Linked DNA regions of Mus musculus: region 1 is linked to region 2. Evidence: chromatin contacts called from public promoter capture Hi-C data. All regions are on one chromosome and are shown on one strand. Each heading gives the region's core, a stretch centred on a gene start, on an enhancer-like site or on the middle of the called end of the contact. The rest is flanking DNA. Distances are from core to core; before and after follow the strand shown.

Evidence for each region. Promoter capture Hi-C pulls out the DNA fragments that hold promoters and counts their contacts.
Region 1: a contact with region 2 is called in a promoter capture Hi-C map of liver, with 3 times the contacts expected there. The contact joins the promoter of Pfn4 here to the promoter of Efr3b in region 2. A contact is called at or near these places in 3 of 39 promoter capture datasets (cranial neural crest, hippocampal neurons and liver).

The regions. Positions count from the first base shown.
Region 1 is chr12:4,768,007-4,770,706 of GRCm38.p6, forward strand. Pfn4 (profilin family, member 4) reads left to right here and starts at 1,289. Exons shown (of 4, transcript NM_028376.4): 1 at 1,289-2,263. The coding sequence starts at 2,147. Fam228b (family with sequence similarity 228, member B) reads right to left here and starts at 1,228. Exons shown (of 7, transcript NM_175431.5): 1 at 900-1,228; 2 at 384-515. The coding sequence starts at 491.
Region 2 is chr12:4,037,611-4,040,310 of GRCm38.p6, forward strand. Efr3b (EFR3 homolog B) reads right to left here and starts at 1,305. Exons shown (of 23, transcript NM_001082483.1): 1 at 1,094-1,305. The coding sequence starts at 1,100.

The DNA of each region.
Region 1 (2,700 bases), core at 39-2,538, 730 kb after region 2:
GGTTTTTGGTTGGTTGGTTGGTTTTTCGAGACAGGGTTTCCCTGTGTAACCCTGGCTGTCCTGGAACTCACTCTCTAGACCAGGCTGGCCTTGAACTCAGAAATCCACCTGCCTCTGCCTCCCGAGTGCTGGGATTAAAGGCGTGTGCCACCACGCCCGGCTTTAAGTAGGTTTTTATCAGCTTTGTTATATTGTTAAAATTTATAATCAATGGTATATGATTCTACTTTAAGCTCTTAAAGAGCAAAGTAAGTAAGTAACAAAGTTAGTAGAGTTAATGGGGATAGATAGGTTCTATCCAATAGAGTAAAATAGAAAGAAAAATAAAACTTATGCACAAGGCACATCTCTAAGCAAGGACCTCAACAGTCATACAACTGTACCTCCATAAAAGAAAGCGACTGTGGTTCCAACCATTCTTTGGAGCTCTTGAGCTTGGGGAGTGTGCCCGTCACCATATCATCTTGGCTCCTATTTTTCATTGTGGTCATCAAGTAACACAGTCCCTAGAAAAGCTAAAATAGCATTTATTTTGTAATTAAAATTCACAGTAATTTTCTCCGCGGTTTAATAATCAACACTCATGACCTTGGGCACTTAGGGAACGAGTCTTGGAAAACTGCCCGTCCATGTGTCCCTTCCAATTGGCTTGAAACAGGGCTCTCTTGAAGCCCTCCTGGCTAGGAATCTAGTTCCCAGCAGTTTTCTAGGTTTGATATGACATGAATGCTGATGAGTTGCCGCTTTCAAGCTACTGACAAATGAACTTAGAGAAAGAAGGGAATTTGGGACCTTCAAGCTCCAAGAGATCCAAAGCCCTCCCCGGGGCCTGCATGTGAGGGAGAAGAAGACTTGTGGGTCTGCGCCCATGATGAATCTAGGGTACCAGGCCCGCTCACCCGGGAGTACCGGGCCCCCGATTCGCGATTCGCCGGCTCCGACACAGACCGCGTGCGCGGGCCGTCCTGCCGCGCAGGCTTCCACAGGTCCTTCAGCCCCCTCTGGCGGTGGGCCTGCCCTTCGGCTCTCCGCACCACAGTGAGCCCGCGGCCTCAGCCCGAGACCTTGGATTCGGAACGCGCGGGCGTTCGGACCTCTGTCTCCTGGGACGCGGCGCCACCCCTACGCGCCCCTCGGCCAGCGGGAAGACGAGAACGCGCGCGCACCTCGCCGAACAGCACGGAGCAGTGCAGCCCTCTGGCCTGGGAGCGAGGCGAGTCGAAAAGGAGGCAGTGGAACTGTCTCGCGCTAACAGGCAGCTATCGCAGCCAATCAGCTTTTCAGATCCGTGCTACGCCCGCCCCTAGCGGAGCCTCGTCTCCTCTTGTAGCCCCTACTCTGTGTTTAGTTCCCGGCCTCCAGGACTCAGGATTCAGTTAGGCTACCGGCCTCCCATCAATTAGTCCTCCGAAGGCAGCGGCGGGAGAGAGTCGTTCGCCTTACTAGGAACCTGCGGCAAAAGAGTGTTTGTGGCGGTTGACCCTTTGAGGGCCGTCCAAGATGGCAGCACATGAGCAGTAAATGTAGCTCTAAAGAGCCTCCAAGGTGGTCTTAGAGCTCAGGTTTGTTGACCGGTGTCTTGTCTACAGCGTTGATGCTGGCCAAGGAGGAGGAATGAAAAGAGTATCTTTTTTAAATCGGTGGTGCACCTTGAGTGGTTTTGAGATTTTGTGGATAACTGGTTGCTTTTTTTTGTTTTTACTTTATTTTACTTTTATTTATTTGTTTGTTCATTTTTGCGGAGCTGAGAATTGAATGGAGGACTTATTCGCAGATCTTTATTTTTCTAAGACAGGGTCTCTTTGGCCTTGAACTTGTGACCTTCCTGCCCTTAGAGTACCCAAAATAATAGGCATAGACCTTTGTTTTTAAATCTCAGGTAAATCATTAAATAGATAAAAATATTGAGGCTCTGATTTTTTTTTCAAACTCACCTTCATAAACCATTCTGTGAATTCTGATTTTTCTATAATAGTTTTTCTTCCCCTCTGAGTACTGGTGAACCCTGGATGATGGACCACTATTTTCACTCGTCCACCGTTTTAGAGGACACACACTGATAATAAGCTGGAACGTACACAAGAAGCACTTGTATTGTCCCTCGTGGAGTCTTCAGCTGCAGGTTCTGGTTCAGAGCCGAAGAAGCATGAGTCACTTGCAGAACTTACTGTTAGATACCCTGCTGGGGACGAAACACGTGGACAGCGCAGCCCTCATCAAACTCCAGGAAAAGACCCTGTGTGTGACATCACCAGGATTTAGTGTAAGGGTGAAAGCTTCTTAAAAATATTTTTTAGGTTAGCATATAGAGTGTTGGATTTTATATGTTATCTTCATGTATGTGTTGTAAGCTATGTAACATCCGAACATGTTTCAACAATGTCAGAATTTATTGAGTAATGATAAATTCACAAAGTACGATAGTTTCTGTGGCAACAATTTCATACATATGCCTGCTTTCTTTGGTAACCTCACGGGTAAGCACAGATTCTTATTCTGCTATCTTAATTACTAATATCAACTCATGGATTACACACACACACACACACACACAGTGTTACAGATTGGCAATAAAGTGTTATGAGGCCACAGCAGAGATCAAGAATTTTCAGAAGTTCTGAAAAGCAGGGCAGTTGGTAGAAATATCATTAGATATTTGATATTTGTTGATAAATTAACAGTACCAGAGCTTCGGGAAAG
Region 2 (2,700 bases), core at 55-2,554:
GGGGGCTCACCAACTGCTGACTCTTTTCAGCATGCTCTCTGTGCTAACAAACTTTGTGACTCATGGTCTGTTCGCAGAGGCAGCCAGCAGCCTTAGAAATGGGTTAAATTGGGAACATGCACTTCTAGATCACTCACTCCTCAGGTGCAGCCCGAGCCCCTACCCTGCAGTAGGAGACGGAGAACAGGGCTCCAATTCTTCTGCTGGCCTCAGAATAACTACCAGAGACCTGGGCTCTAGTAAACTGTGTCCACAGGAATACACGCACACATGTACCCTTGGTAGAGAGCCGATTCCTAGACTAGTCCACTCTTATGATCTGCAAAGTGGGACCCCAGGAGCGCTTTCCTCATCCACGCTGCCTGTAGAACCCGAGAAATTCTTGACAAATGAGCAAGCAGAGCCTTGAACCGTGAGGGTCTTGGAGCTGCCACACATTCGTGGGGGCGGTGGCTGCGTAATTGGGAGAAACCCTCGAAGCAGCATCTCTCCCCATCAGCCCTCCATAGGGCCAATCTGGAAGTTGGGAAGCCTGAATACCATTAGCAGCAGTGTTAGGTAGAGGCCAAGTCCACCCAGCTCAGAGAGATGAACCTCCAGCGCCGGCTCGCTCGCCAGCTCCTGCACTGCCGGCGCCGCCTCCCACATCCAAGGAGCCTGGCAGCAGACTGGCAGTGAGCAGCTCTCCCCTACCCTGGACCACTTTCGCGCATCAAACTCCCAAGCACAAGCCTCTTTGTTAATTCTGCAAATACTGTCACCCGATCACCTCCACCAACACTGTCGGCTCAGCTCCGAAGATACTCGCTTTTTCCAAAGCCGGGTGCCTCTCAGCCATCAGAGTCCCTACCTGGCGACGGACCACCGCCCCTAGCGCCTGCACACGCCTGCCCGAGGGATCTCAGGGGACCAGAGAGTCCCCCGGCCTAAGGCATCTTTGTCCTCTCGGCACAGACGTACGCACAGGCGACTGAACCAGCCTAGCCTGGCACCAAGTCGGCATTCTCGCTTTTGCGACGGGGGCCACTCCGGGGGACAAAGGTCCGTGTCTGGAAGTTTGCGGGCCCGAGCCGGGGCGCCAAGCCCTCCTTACCGTACATCTCCGCGGGGAGCGCGCCTCTGGGGAGGCCGGCGTAGCCGCGTCGCTGGCTGCTAGTCCTGGCCGCTCCTGCCTTTCATTCACAGCCCGGCGGGCTCAGGCGGCTGCGGGCGGAGACCGGGGCGCGGCGGGAGCAGCCGATGGGGGGCCGGCGGCGGGCGGGACAGAGCGGGACGCCACCCGCCCATTCAGCGACGAGGTTGGCTGCCGCCTCCTGCTCTGGTCCGCAAGCTAGGCGGCGCGCAGGGGGCGGAGCTGTGTTCTGCCACGCCCCGCCCCCTTGGCCACTGGCGGGCTGCCTCAAGAGCCCCGCCTCCATCCCGGACCCTCTCCTTTCCTCAGTATGGGGCGAGCCTTTTTACCTACCTGACGCCCCAGGAAGCCCAGGTTCTTCGTTCACTCAGTAGATCATCCATCCGAATTCCAGCTCCTGGCTCAGCTCTTACGCGGGTCGCTGACGTGTCCTTCAAACTGATGACACACACACACACACACACACACACACACACACACACACACACACACACACACACACACACCCCACACCAGGTCAGCCGGGCGCTGGAAGCTGCAGGTGTGCTCTATTCAGTCTGCTCAAACGAACCGGCTTAGGGAACCTAAGGAGCAGAAATTGAGGCATAACCCTATTCTTTCTGCGGGCCCCAAACTCTGTTTGCTACCTGGGTCAGGTATTCAGGAAATACAGCACACTCCCAACCTCCAAGGCTGCAGGAAGTCCGCTTGGTTTTTCCTCTCCAGATTTGTGTAATCTGCAAGCTTTGCAGCCAGCATCCCCTCCACAAAGGGACTTAAACCCCAGGCCAACGCCCCAGCCCTGGATATCTCTGCCTTCTGTTTCTCTGGCTTTTCTATTTCTATTTCTTAATTTCTCCTCTTGCCTCTTGCTGGAGGCTTTCTGTTTTCTTCCCGACCGTAAAAATTAGAGAAGGGCCTGAATGCAATGACCTTCGTTTTGTTTGTTTGTTTGTTTGTTTGTTTTGTTTTGTTTCGTCTTGTTTTTTGAGACAGGGTTTCTCTGTCGGCGCCTCTTTGAGCCTTGCTTCGTGTTGAGAAATTTCATGAACCTACAGTACATAGTGGGCACCACATATTGTTTTCTTTTTCTTTTTTTCTCCCCCAAAGCAAAGATCAAACCAGAGAGATCCAGTCCTTGGATTTGGAGACGGTGCTCAAGACAGTGCTCACTGCACCCCAAACCAGCATTTTCTATTTTTCTTTGGCTTCATTTCCCCAGACACATCCACCAACCCACCTGCACCTCTCCTAATCTGATGCTTCCTGTTGCCTTGATAAACAGAATGACCAAAAAAACACTTGGTTAAGAAAGGGTTTATGTCATATTAAACTTTACAGTCCATCACTGGGGGAAGTTGTCCTGGTTTGAACGGATTGTAGTGGAATATGAAGAGTCCCTGTAGGCTCTTATATTTGAATGCTGGTCCCTCATTGGTAGAACTGTTTGGGGGAGGATTAGGAAGTGTGTTCTTGTTGGGGGTGTGTGTGTCAATGGTCAATGGAGATGGCCTTCGAAGTTTCAAAAGCCCACACTAGTCCAGCGCTCTCTCTCTCTCTCTCTCTCT